Linked DNA regions of Gossypium hirsutum: region 1 is linked to region 2. The links are chromatin contacts, called in public Hi-C maps. All regions are on one chromosome and are shown on one strand. The core of a region is the stretch at or near the end of the contact, and the rest is flanking DNA. Distances in the headings are between cores, read along the strand shown.

Region 1 (3,748 bases), core at 923-3,422, 170 kb after region 2:
CAGCCTGGCTATTTACTTTTAAATTATTGATTTTCTATATTCGATAAAGAAATTTTAAACTAGAGCTTCTTCTTATATGAATTCATTCTATCATTTGGATAGAGCTTTTTTTTATTTTTAATCTTGTCTTGAATGTGTACTATATAATTGGGATTGCATACTACAGAAATCCTTTGGCTGTGATTTTCTTCTATATTGACTACAGTATAGAAAAGTTTATGCCACTGCTTCTTCTGCCATTGCTGTCATTACTATTGCAATAGTGGCCTATATGGCGTGTTCCAATAGTTGCCAATTTGTTAGGACTTTCAATAAATACATATGTGGGTTTACATTTGGTCTAATGGTATCTCCATGTATTATATCCTGTGTTGCAGTTTACCAATACATTAGCATAGGAGATCCTTACGGACATTCATACCAGTTCAAAGCAAGATTGTTGCAATCTTATGCTAATACTACTAAAGCAGAATAATCTTATATCCTGTGTTGCCGTTTACCAATACAATAGCATAGGAGATCCTTACGGACATTCATACTAGTTCAAAGCAAGATTGCTGCAATCTTATGCTAATACTACTAAAGCAGAATATCTTGTAAAAAAAAAGAAGTTCAAGCTTTAAAAAAAATTGTTAACTCTAATAAAGTTGAAGAACCTTTAAATAACTGGGAATTCAAACTTTTGAGATACTTTAAAAGTGAATTCAAGACTTAAGGGTATAATGCAGCCTGGCTATTTACTTTTAAATTAGCATTTTCCATATTCGATAAAAAATTTTTAAACTAGAGTTTCTTCTCATATGAATTCATTCTATTATTTGAATGGGGCTTTTTTTTAATCTTGTCTTGAATGTGTACTACATAATTGGGTGGCATACTACAAAAATCCTTGGGCTGTGATAACATAAGATTCAATCATTATGATGCTCAGCTAGATATTTATACATCTCCAAAGCTGCCCTTTTGTCTTTATAAGGCAGGAAAGTCGAGCTAATTTTTATAAAGACGATGACAACATAAGATCCAATCATCATGATGCTCAGCTAGATATCTGTACATCTCCAAAGCTACCATTTTGTCTTTGTAAGGCAGGAAAGTCGAGCTAATAAGCTATTGCAAACCAAAAATAAAAATTAGACTAGATCATATAACCGAGAATATGCTAAACATTGGAATTAAAAAGATGCAACATAGTCTAACCACATTTAAAGACTATCGTTAGAAAATATAAACAACCAGAGCCTAAAAGCAAAATTATTGAAAATATATAAAAAAAATTATTACTTTTTATTGTTAAGTCGTTATAACCAAAAACAAATAAACTATTTAACACCAAAGAGAAAAGAAATTTATTTTGTTAAGTACAAAAATCAAAAATTTCAAAAGAAGAGAAATATAATAGAGAATGTGATAGCTTGTTCATTTTGCATATTTTTCATGCTTAACTCGATTTGTTCTTAAATTAGTTCCTGGTAATTGGTGAATTTTGTGTTTAAATATTGACGGGGATGAAATTCGGGTGTTTTAAATTAAAGACAAGCAAAGAAAGGGTTAAATTAAAGCATGGGAAATAGAACAGGGACCGAATCATAAATTTGGGACATTTGAAGGACTGATCAGATTTTGACATTGTAAAAGCCAAAATTAGAAAAGAAATCTGAAATTAATTTATGTAGTTAGTGGTAGGTAGAACGAACCTAAAATTAGCATATAGTTTATGTATAAATAGGTGGTGTGGTACACTTGAAAAAACACACATTGATTTGCCTGGCAATTAAATAGAAATCAATTTATTTTTCTTTAAAAAAGCCTTCGGTCACCATTTCTTTTTTTATTCTTTTAACTCATTGAGTACCATAATATTTCATTGCATGGTGTATAGGAAATTAACTTGGGAAAAACATAATGGAAATGGAACTTTGGTGGTCAATAATGTCTGTTTCTGGGCAGGGTATATGGCCTACCCCAGCCAATGAGAGTAAGGGGACTAAAACGAAATTTGCCCATCTAGCTAAAGAAGTTTAGTCCTTTCTTACGTGGCTTCATCCCTGAACCCTTTCCATCACTTGAGTTAGGCCCAATTGTAGATTTAATAATATTTCTATTTAATTTAATACCAAAAAATGGTATATCTTGAGCTATGCCTAATTTCTAAGGTTGGGCTAACAAAGCCCAAATCAAAATTGGGCCAACAATTTACTATATTACCCCCAAAAATTGACCACACAAGGAGGATAGATTCGTCCTTTAAACGATACAAAACCCATCACAAGAGACAAGGAACTTTACAAAATCCCCAAGGAACAAGCTAAGCATAAACCAGCCTAGTGCTTTTTGTGCTTAATATAACGGCAAAGCCCGAAACGAAGAAAGCAAAGGGAAAACAGAGGAAAGAGATGAGGTTGCTAACTCACAACATGTTGTCGTCAAACATCAAGGGGGTAACCAAGGGCTTCCCTCTCAAGATTGAAGTGGAGAAAGTGGTGGAGAAGCAAGTCGAAATCAACCACGATTTCCTCAGGAATATATTTCCCAAGATCGATTGGAAAGCGTTTTCCGATGCTGCCAGAACTATGGGCTACGTCGAGCTTCCTGAGCAGGCACCTGATCCGTCGGTGCTAGAGTCGGACCTGGACTTCTTGACGAAGTTCCACCATGCCCTTTTGGAGCTTCATCTTGAGGAAGGTGCTCTTGTTTGTCCCGAGACTGGCAGGAAGTTTCCGGTTAATAAGGGAATCCCCAATATGCTTCTGCATGAAGATGAGGTTTAAGGGAATGGTGGTTGATACGGCTGCGCCACTGGGCCTCACCGGTTTTTAATTAGGGTTTATAGTCTTTCATTTTCTTTTTGTTTGTGTTGTTTTAATTATCATGTCACTGATTTTAATTTATTAAATAATGCATTTTAATGAATCAAAGTTGCGATGCATTTATCAGTATTCATAGAAAAGCTTCTGATCGAAATAATAATAATGCAATTTTAATTTATTATGATTAGTGTAAATCATTTCATTTAAATTATTAAATATAATTAAAAATATTAATTATTTTTATATTAAATTGTTATCGACAGTGATGAAATTTACAATTTTTTTTAGTTATTTTTAAATGAAAATATAAAAGGGTTAAAGCACAATTATGCTAGTGAATATTGAATTGAATTATAATTTATTATAATTGTTATTAAATATATATATATTGAAAAAGCTTTCATTAGGCAAGAGAAGTAGTTGAATGTAAAATTAGTATAATAAGAAAGTTATTTTATTTAAAAAATACAATGATAAATATGAATTGAATTAAGATAAAATGGTAAATTCTAATTTTAAAATGGAAATTTATAAATGTTGACGAGATAATCTATCAATTTTGAAGTGATAGATCTTTCAAATTTAATAAAATAGTTTTTAAATAAAATATTTGCATAGCCCAAATTATACCCGGGCTAAAAAGCCCAATATTTAAAAAACCAACAGCCCAAAACCCTTTAACACTAGCCCATAGCAATTAGAAAAAAATAAGAGAAGAAGACTAAAAAACCTAGCCACCGTCCCTATGCTTGACTGTCGGCTAACTACCCTGTCCCATCGCCCATACCGCCGCTGGCCACCGCCCACTTGCGCCTGCAAATTTAAAGGCAAAAATGTCAAGCCAATTAAAAACTACTTTGTAAATGGCTATATAAGCCTTGCAATGTTATGTATTTTTCTCTCTGGACAAAAAAAAAATAAAAAAGAGATTCAAAAAA
Region 2 (3,761 bases), core at 150-2,649:
GAATCTTTAACTATGATACTATAAACAATGTCAAAGCTGGCACTGGTATGAATCTTGCATAAAAGGAACATGTCGCAAATTACTATTCTATAAATAAAACAATTAAACCCCCAAAAAACTTACCACTTAATGAGCCAGCCAAAGAGGAAGTGCTGCATAATAGGAACCTTTTCGAGCACCTCAGCTTTATACATTTTAAGCATCCCACTATTCACCTTCTTCCAATTAGGCACTGCACTGATATCATCCAACAGTGGCGAATGCTCTGCAAACGGACCCTTTTTCACCTTCTTTATAAACCCAATACACGAAAGATACATATACTCACTCGAAAAGTTATCCAAAATATCCTCATTGTGTATCGATTTCGGCTTCATATACTTATGATCAATCAACTGCGAACTCCCAAATATAAATGGCAAGAAATGATAATCATCTAAACCCCATACCCCGTGAGACCCCGCCGGCTCCAAGCAATAAACAAGCTGAAGCTTCCTCATTAAGTCTAAATATTTGACAAAAACCCTAGCCACCACTGCTTGGTAATCTTCTTCCTTGATTATTCCCATTCTGGCTAAGCAGTATAACCAGGCTGCGAAATTGGTTTCGTGTCCCGTTCCATAATCGATTCGGCTTGAGTTCCCAAAGCTGTCAGTGAAGTAAGGGACGATTTCAATAGTGGAGGATTTGAGATCCTCGGGGAGGAACTGTAGCATGAAGGATTTCGCGTTTTCGGTTAAGCGTTCGTGCCAGGTTCGATAAGAGATGTTACCGTAACGAGAGGATTGTTGAACGGGTGGGATCTGATCGACCCAGAGACTCAGGTTTTCGATGATAAAGACGATATTGGACACGGTGGCAGATTCATGGCAGGGATCGGAGATTTTACGGCCGCGGATAGATTCCGACAAGGCGACGATGAAACCCAGGAAGTTTTTAGAAGTAGGGGAGTCGTGGAATTTGCGGATATCATCAGGGGAAGTGATTTTTTTGGATGGGATTTGGAAATGGAAAGGAGGAGTAATGGTGGGGACTTCTTGGGATTGAGGGACAGGAGTTAGGATTATGGCTTGGGTGTTGTTTGGAGGGAGGTTTAAAGCGGGGGCTCGAATCGGTCGGTATGCAGGGGGAGAGGAAAGGTCAGGCCAGGAAGTTGGCGATTGGGACGGTGGGGCGTGGGTCGTGGCACCACCGCACTTGCAGCAAGTACCAGTGGTGGGGATGGAGGTGGATGAATGAGAGTGAGTGTGAGGGTGTTCGTCTCGAGGGGATTGCGGTGGCGGTGGTTCCATTGCGGCGGAGAAAACTGTGCGATGATCGTCAGATAATTACGCCTTTGGGGGTACACAAATCTTTGTTTCGAAATGAAAATGTATTGCTTGCGTGGCGATGGCGAGTTTTCTAGAGCAGAGGCGCGTGGATGATGTAGACATATTGGGCTCTTTTAGGTGGAGTGTTGGGCTTTGACAATGGAACCATTTATTATTTTCTGAGCCCAAAAATCAAGTGTTGGATATTTAATTGGGCTTCGTAGGTAAAATCATCCATGATTATGAGTGCTAATTTGGAAGATTTCAAGCCTAGTTAATAGGAAGGAGAGGCTGTTGACTGTTGAGACCAACAAAAATAAAATCTACGAAATTTTGCTGTTAATGATGAGTATGGAAGAACCCACGAAGGATGATAGTAATTTTATTCCTTCAAATAAAACAAAAAAGAAAAACTAAATAAAAAGGAGATTTCGTTAAACTAAAAATTAAAACCAAGATTTTGAAGAAAACTAAATTAAATTTTTTTAAAGAAAACGATGATTAAAAGTTGAGAGAAAAATCAATCTGATGAAGCTTCCTCTTAAAGTAAAATCTCTGTTTGATTCATTTGTTTAATCATTGGTACAAAGATAAGTTTCAATGTTCTTTAACAAATTGATTATAGTTATCGATGATTGCCTAGCAACCTAATCTCTTCTTATCTTCTCGATAACCAAGGCAATCACCATTAATTACTTCCCTTGTTGACAAATTAATCCTATAACGATCACTTACAATTTAATTTATCAATAGCATTAAGGGTGAAAAAGACTCCATTCTAACCAACAAACACACAATTAGGGTTCATTTAAGTTAGATCGCAGGCCTGTACTACACAAACAAGGATGTAGCTTGTCACAAATATTAGAAATCAATCAATTGACTAAATCTTTAATTGACAAAGCAATTGTTCTAAGTTATCAAATATTGGTCGAATATTTAACAAATCTGGAAACATTCAAATACTAAACAGTAGTGAAAGATTAAGGACAATTTAATCTCACAAACTTTTTAGAATCAAAACTTTTTAAAAACCCTTTAAAAAATAAAACTAAAAGTGGCTATATCTCCGTACACCGCCAAGTCTTAACTTAATAGTATCTATTTATTGTGAAAAAAATATAATGGAGAAAATACAAAAGTGCTATTAATTACATAAAGTAAAATTTTTCTAGGCTTTTTAATCATTTTCATGCCGAACTTCTTGACCATTTTTGGGTTTAATTCATAAATAAAGTTAGTTAGATACTTCAATTCTCTTCGAATTGATATATTATAGGCTTCAAACGGAGGTCTGTAACTTAACTTATGACCAGAATACTAAAGCTGCACTATATTGAAAGTTCAATATGCAAAAAACTTGCCAAAAATAAACTTCAAGCTCACATACATACATTGTTTACTCATCAAATTCTAAGAAATTTGTTGGGTACCACTAGAACGTAAAGACAAAGAGTCATAGAAGACTCTAGACAGTTGTACTCTCACAAGAGAGAGAAAAGAAAAATGGACCCTACCAAGTAAAGGTCGATGGTGTTGAGTGACCATAAACATCCTTTGAGCTACTTATGTTGGAAAAAAAAAACTTAATTTTTTAAAGAAAAAAAAATAAAGGGATGAGATAAAAAAATAAAGGAAAGAAATAAAAGAGAAAGGAAAAGGGCTAAGATTTAAGTGAGGATGAAAAGGAAATAAGAGGCAAGAAATGAAGAGAATAGAGAAAAGGGACATATTGTTCTAACCTGCCATTAGGTCACTTTATAACTTGCTTCAATCTTAAGGGAGATAAATTGTTATATCGGTTAAAAGTAACGCCTCAAGCCCAAAATAATCAATTAATCTTACAACCAAAGCCTCAACATGACTCTGAAAAAGATCAGACAGCAGGGCTAACAAAAAGATACATGCTAAGCACTGAAGTAAAGATGTGTCCAATTACTTGTAACACCCCAAAATACATAGGGTTAGAATTAATAAAATCATCAAGAAATGAGCCTTAACATTCAACCTCATATCCTGCCTTAGACTTGTCTCATTGTTTTAGCTCAATAAACTCGAGCCTGCGGGTCACCACATATCTAGTGCCCAGGTACTTCTTTTGAAAGGCCTTTTGAAAGTACTCCAAGTTTATCCGATTAGCTTGTGTACCGCTTACAACAGTCTGCCACCAACAATAGACATTTTCTTTGAGAAAGACATAGTGCCCTTCAATTTTTGCTCCGAAATACATTCTAAGTCCTCTAAAATCTTCTCAGTCGACTCCATCTAGTATTCAACCATAGTGGGAGTCGTTCCAGCAATACCCTTGAACGTTTATACCCCATTTGATCGGAGTCTTTCCGCAATAGACCTATGACTTCTTGATCCAGTTTAGGCTCTAGCAACCATTTTCAACAATCTCAGCATTGCTGACATCACGACATCATCGTCATTCTCATAGCTTTCACCACC

Evidence for each region. A called contact is a pair of places that touch in the nucleus more often than the background predicts.
Region 1: a Hi-C map of leaf shows a contact between it and region 2, with 2.2 times the contacts expected there. The contact joins the promoter of LOC121230347 here to the promoter of LOC107962429 in region 2. A contact is called at or near these places in 2 of 34 Hi-C or Micro-C datasets (both in leaf).

The regions. Positions count from the first base shown.
Region 1 is chrA06:4,743,633-4,747,380 of Gossypium_hirsutum_v2.1, forward strand. LOC121230347 (multifunctional methyltransferase subunit TRM112 homolog A) reads left to right here and starts at 2,173. Exons shown (of 1, transcript XM_041114954.1): 1 at 2,173-2,988. The coding sequence starts at 2,397. The coding sequence ends at 2,771. It overlaps LOC121230348 (a long non-coding RNA gene), which reads right to left. Exons shown (of 2, transcript XR_005928281.1): 2 at 3,366-3,623.
Region 2 is chrA06:4,576,133-4,579,893 of Gossypium_hirsutum_v2.1, forward strand. It overlaps LOC107962429 (serine/threonine-protein phosphatase 2A activator), which reads right to left and starts at 1,400. Exons shown (of 2, transcript XM_016898818.2): 1 at 124-1,400. The coding sequence starts at 1,292.